2 separate regions of the Cyprinus carpio genome follow, and region 1 is linked to region 2. The links are chromatin contacts, called in public Hi-C maps. All regions are on one chromosome and are shown on one strand. The core of a region is the stretch at or near the end of the contact, and the rest is flanking DNA. Distances in the headings are between cores, read along the strand shown. Region 1 holds the start of LOC109082516 (protein BTG3-like). Region 2 has its middle 2.8 kb from the start of LOC122138714.

The links. Hi-C and Micro-C count contacts between places; a contact is called where the count stands out from the background.
Region 1: a contact with region 2 is called in a Hi-C map of liver, with 2.3 times the contacts expected there. The contact joins the promoter of LOC109082516 here to the enhancer-like site in region 2. A contact is called at or near these places in 3 of 8 Hi-C or Micro-C datasets (liver and red blood cells).

What each region holds. Positions count from the first base shown.
Region 1 is chrB10:13,884,360-13,887,334 of ASM1834038v1, forward strand. It overlaps LOC109082516 (protein BTG3-like), which reads right to left and starts at 1,484. Exons shown (of 5, transcript XM_042732650.1): 1 at 1,419-1,484.
Region 2 is chrB10:13,837,710-13,840,698 of ASM1834038v1, forward strand. No RefSeq gene overlaps it. Among protein-coding and RNA genes, the nearest start is that of LOC122138714, 2.8 kb to the left of the region's middle. Within about 2 kb of position 1,637, at least 1 of the 8 cell types and tissues checked has an H3K27ac peak or open chromatin away from gene starts, as enhancers often do.

The DNA.
Region 1 (2,975 bases), core at 234-2,733, 46 kb after region 2:
ATCTGGTCATAAACAATAAAATTGTGTAAATTAAACAATGATATAAATTATCAGATTTTTTTAAGGATGCATTACATTGATCAAAATGAAAAATAAAGACAATTATGTTGCAAAATATCTCTATTACAAATAAATGATGTTCAAAGAATCCTGAAAATGTTTCCAAACCTTTCAAAAACATTAACTGTTAAGCAAAACAACTCTGATAATACCAAGAAATGTTTGTATGTTATTTATTAAATCAGCATATTAGAATGATTTGTGAAGGATCATGTGACACTGATGAAAGATTTGCCTTCACAGGAATACATTTTAAATTGATTAAAATAGAAAACAGTTCTTTTAAATTGTAATATTACTATTTCCACTGTACTTCTGGTCAAATAAATGCAGCCTTGATGGGCAGAAGACTAATTTAAAACCATGAAAGACTGTACCGACCCCTAACATTTTAGCATAAATGCAAATTGTTTATTAATTTCTTAATGTATTAAATAATAAAAAAGAATAATCAACACGTTAATATTTTATTTCTCCTGCTACAATTAAAATTATAGAGAGAGAGGGAGACAGAGAGAGAAGATCCTTCTTCATACTTCTTTTTTAAAGTTCAGAACAGGTTTCATTCTAAACCATTAACCCATCAAATTCGAAAACATCAGAAACATAAGCTCCTAAGACCTTCTCTCTATAGATACTTCATCTAACTTAGTGTGTGCACTAACGGTACATCCAGTGATCAACATAAAGCTGGGCGGTCAGACGGCGGGACAGAGCAGCAGGATGGCGCGCTAAATACATCACGACCGTTTGAAACACGAGACCATAACAGAAACGACCAGTAACGTTAGTAGTGTAGGGACTTAAACGGCACTTGTGTAAAAACTCGTTTTTAATTCTCTGAAGTACATTACGTTTAATAATTATCTTATATTTTTTTAATTCTTCGTTGTAGTTTAACCTACCAAAATATTATCTACGTTACGTTAGCGCACTTGCAGATAAAAGTCATGTATTTTTAACGTATTGATAATTATTGCTCTTTATTTGTGCAAAAGCTTATTTGGCAGTTAACGTTAACGTAGTCACACAGGGGGAAAAAAACAGTTGCCAACTTACACGAGCTTACGACGGCAGTATTTAAATGTAACATATTAAAACTATACTCAATAGTTAAATTTTCAGGTATTTCGCTTTTTAAAAAAATTGCAATAATTACCACAAAACGAAATTAACGTTAGCTAACTGTAGCCTAGCTGAAGTTAACGTGGCCTCAATTCCATTTTCAGTTGGCTTTTCTGACAATTTCATTTACAGCCATTAGTTTCACATTATTCTTAATTTAATATTTGGAGCTAATAAACATAAATTAGTTATACGCGAGCTCGCTACATCACAGTACAAACAGACATACTGACCGTGTTTTCCTTTCATCCACATGTGGACAACTCCTGCCGCGCACAACACACTTCCAGATTTTTATTGTTTTGATTTCATCCACATGTGGATGTCTTGTGCGCATGCTCAAAGGAAACAATTCCAGAGTCGATTCTTTTGATTCGTGAAGCGAAAGATTCATTGTAGTTGGTAGAAGCATACATAACAAATACATGAAAAGTAAATTGAACAAGTAAAATTAACAGCATTTATTACGTCTATGTGTAGAAGAGTACGCAGATATAAATAAATAACGGACGAAAGTGTTTTACTCCGTATATTTTACCAAAATAAAGCAACAATTAATCAAAATAAGCATACCGCTCCGAATTCAGTAAACTTGAAGTATAAGGGTAATGGGCCGTGGTCATTTAGGGAGATTTTTTTTATTATTATTGTTTTTTATTTATTATTATTATCTATTTATTTATTTATTTTAAATCATGATAAAGTAAAGTCTAGGGTCCAATGGACTGTGGCATTTTTATAAATTGGACAATGGCGCCCTCTAGCTTGAAAAGTGATGTTTTGCAGGCAAAACTATCTCCCAGAAAAAACAGTAAATTTCTATTGATGTATGGTTTGTTAGGATAGGACAATATTTGGCCGAGATACAGCTAATCTGCAATCTGAGCAATCTGAGGGTGCAAAAAAACAAAACAAATCAAAATATTGAGAAAATCGCCTTCAAATGTAGTCCTTAGCATGAATATTACTAACAAAAAATTAAGTTTTGATATTTTAACTGTAGGAAATTTACAGAGTATCTTAATGGAACATGATCTTCACTTAATATCCTAATGATTTTTGGCTTAAAAGAAAAATCGATCATTTTGACCCATACAATGTCGCCTATTGTTTCTATTGTTGGCTATTGCCTATAAATAAACCTGTGCTACTTATTTTGTCCAGGTTTTGTTGTCCAGGATCACAACTGATAAACTGGTGGACTCATGATAGGGTTTCTGTGTTGTGAAAATTGGACCTATCCAATCAGAAAGACTAATTCTACCTTTAATTTCAACACGAACATCTTGTCAGCAGGAATTTTTTATCAGGGCAAACATTACAGTCATAATAGCCTAAATGTGCTGAACTGAGCTGACACATCCTGTCAACAGGAAATACATATCATGGTGTAGATACTCCCACTCCTAGAAATGTGTTAAAACAACATGGGTAGCAATCCACACACTATCATACACTATCAACGATGAAATAATACCACAACCTGGATTACATGGGACACACTAAAACTGAAAACACCTGACAGTATGTTCTGAATTAGCAAAACATAGTATGATTCATGATTACACATATCAAGAGAAAAGTTTGTTGATGAATAACAAATATATTTAAATACACTATTGTTTTTTTCAATACAAATGTGAAGATTATTATTTAAATGGCTCTGTGTCCACTTCACAGATCAGTAGGTGGCAGCATTAGATACATTTCTTGGAAGATGGACATTGGACAGAAGAAAGTGAAGGTTTTTAGGCAGTCTTAAATTTTACTGAGAACTTGTTAAAACCTTC
Region 2 (2,989 bases), core at 387-2,886:
AACTGATGATTTGCTAATATAGCAACTTAACTGACACATAGAGTCTTTAAAAACAGTCTAGGTTGGAGCTGTGGCCTACTAGTAAGCAACGACACATAAGGCCAAGGAGGAAGACACTGGTTTGAGTCCAAACTTCAATAATTCCAATTCAAATCTTTGCTATCAAAAATAAGTGGAAGAAGCTACATTGTAAAAGAGTCTACCTTGTCAACAACTGTGCTTCATGTGGTAACACCAACATTAACTAAATGATGTTACCAGTAAAAAGTCTGAAGTCTGATCAGGTAGATAAAGGTTCTTAAAGGAGCAGATCACCCAAAAAGGAAAATTTGCCTGAAAATTTACTCAGGCCATCCAAGATGTAGATGAGTTTATATCTTCATCGGAACAGATTTGGAGAAATGTTGTATTACATCACTTGCTCACCAAAGAATCTTGCAGTGAATAAGTGCCGTAAGAATAAAATGCTAAAAATAATTCACAAGTAATCCACAAGACTAATTAGCATCTTTTGAACAAAAAAAAAAATGAATCCATAACTTTTTCACTGGAGAATGCAATATTGTGGATAGAGCACGACAGTTTGAAGTTAAAACACCTTTATGATGGATTTGTTTCTTACAAACACACAGCTTTTCACAAGACATTAAGTGATGGACTGGAGTTGTGGTTTTATTGTGATGTTTTTATTAGCCATTTAAACTCATTCTGGAGACACCCATTCACTGCAGAGGATCCGTTGGTGAGCAAGTGATGCTAATTTCTCAAATTCTTTTTAGTTGAAGAAACAAACTCATGGGTGAGTACTGTACATTTTCAGCACAATTTCATTTTTGGGTGAACTAGACTTTTTAGGCAACGATGACACTACTTCACTAGAGAACTATCCCTTTCCCTCTCATGAACCAATGGGAACTTGCTTAGAGGAGTGGAGCATCCACTGGCCTATTTTGCAGCAGTCTTTTGTGTCAATTGAACGCAGAAGTGTTGGAAAAGCCAAAGTCAGACGCCTGGTCCGGGAATGTCAGACTTAGTCATATCAGAATCATTTCCACGTCAGTCTTACGAGTCAGAGCGGTTCGCCTTATTAAACGCTCCCACACATGCTGAGAGACGACTTGAATTTCTCTACATGAAAGATCTGTTTTTCCATGTAAACGTGCCAGTTAAAGCACAATTAAAGCTGCACGTTATTAGCCCCTGAGAAAAAGTAGTCAGTCAGTAAGAAATGGTAGGCTAAAAGAAGCGAGATTCTGTATTAACTAATATATACAGGACATACAATGCAATATTTACAAATGTGTACCACACTACATAAACATTAAAGTGGCCTACTTGAACAGTATGTACTCTTGAAGCACACGTAGAGCACACACTCTATCACATTCAGCTGTGTGGGAGGAAACTGCGCAGAGGCCCCTGGTTCAAAGTGTTTAACTACTGGTATTACATACCCGCGGCTGTTTCGCAAGAACAGCCTTACTCACCTAAGCCTTTTCAAGCCTCTTCTCCAGAACTGAAACAAAATCTATTAAAATAATCTCGGGGGTTTTATTAAACCCAGACTAACTTGGCAAAGACTCCAACCTGCAGTTAGATGTCAGTCTTAATTTGTAAGAACCGCTGCGAGTGCCTTTATTGGATTAAGACGAGGCTTTGAGATGTTAATGACACTGTTAATGGTGATTCTTAAATCTTTTTGAGGCAGAAAGAATCAAGTAGTTTTTCTGTCAAATGCATTTCCATTTAATTTTGAGAATTTTTCCTATTTCTTCATCAACTTCTTCAATATGAGTGTATCTAGCATAATGAGTGTCCTAGTGTCCTCTATTTTCTTATCAATTGTTTGTACTGCTTATCATGTACATTTACATGCACACATATATGCACATTACACATATATATACAGTATGAGAACATTTAGTTCAGTACTTTTATTCATCAAGGATGCATATGACTTTCAAACATATGCATATGAGGTTTCAATCAAACATCTTGAAACTATTTAGCATAGTATATTGATTTAGCATAGTACAATGATTAAAAGTTTAACATAATATAATGATTTCTGAAGGATCATGTAACTGGAGTAATGGCTGGTGAAAATTCAGTTTCGCCATCACAGGAATAAATTACAAATTTACCACATAAATGTACTACATAGAAAATCAAGTTTAGACACAATAGAGCTCCTATTCAAATACAGTGCTTGCCAAGACTCAGCATGAAGAGTGTTGATAAATGTGAATATGCAGGATCCAGCAGTGCTATTTTAATATCACTGAGATACTTTTATTTCAGTTGTTTTCCATTTTCATTTTAGTTAAAGTAATTTTGTTAGGTGTTTATGTCCTATATATTAATTTTTATTCCAGTTTTAGTTTTTTAATTCAGTACACAAGTTAAATTAAATGCAAATGAGAAATGTTGCCATGGCAAGTTTTTAACTTGTTTTTATTTCAGTTAATATTTATTTTATTTCAAGTAACAATTTTTTTTATGGTTTTAGTTTTAGTTTCAGCTATAGCAATAATAATCCTGGGATGCAATAATATAATAAGCCTAAAATTGCATTTGCAAAAGAACAAGCATTTGGTGTGCACATTTCTGTTCTATAAGGTCAATGAGTTCATTAGAAGAAAGCCTGTAGGGCTGACCTGTCTTTCCAGAGCTCTGATTGTGCTGGTCCCACAGTCCCACTCTTCTTCAAGGAAACTTCAAATCTGTCCCATTTTCAGCCATCTCATTATAGACAAAAATATGCACCTGTGGGACAGATAATCACAATGTTTAAAATGTCTTTAGACCCACACAGAGGAAGACAGAGATGGGGAAGAGAGCAATACAGAGTCTGCATTCACATTCTTGTCTGTTTTCTCTCTTCTCTGTCCCTGATCATTCTGGTGGCTGCAGATCTCTGCTGTGTTTTGCAGATTACTGTAACCCAATCGGACCTGTGCATGACCCAGTGATGCAACCAAATGCACTG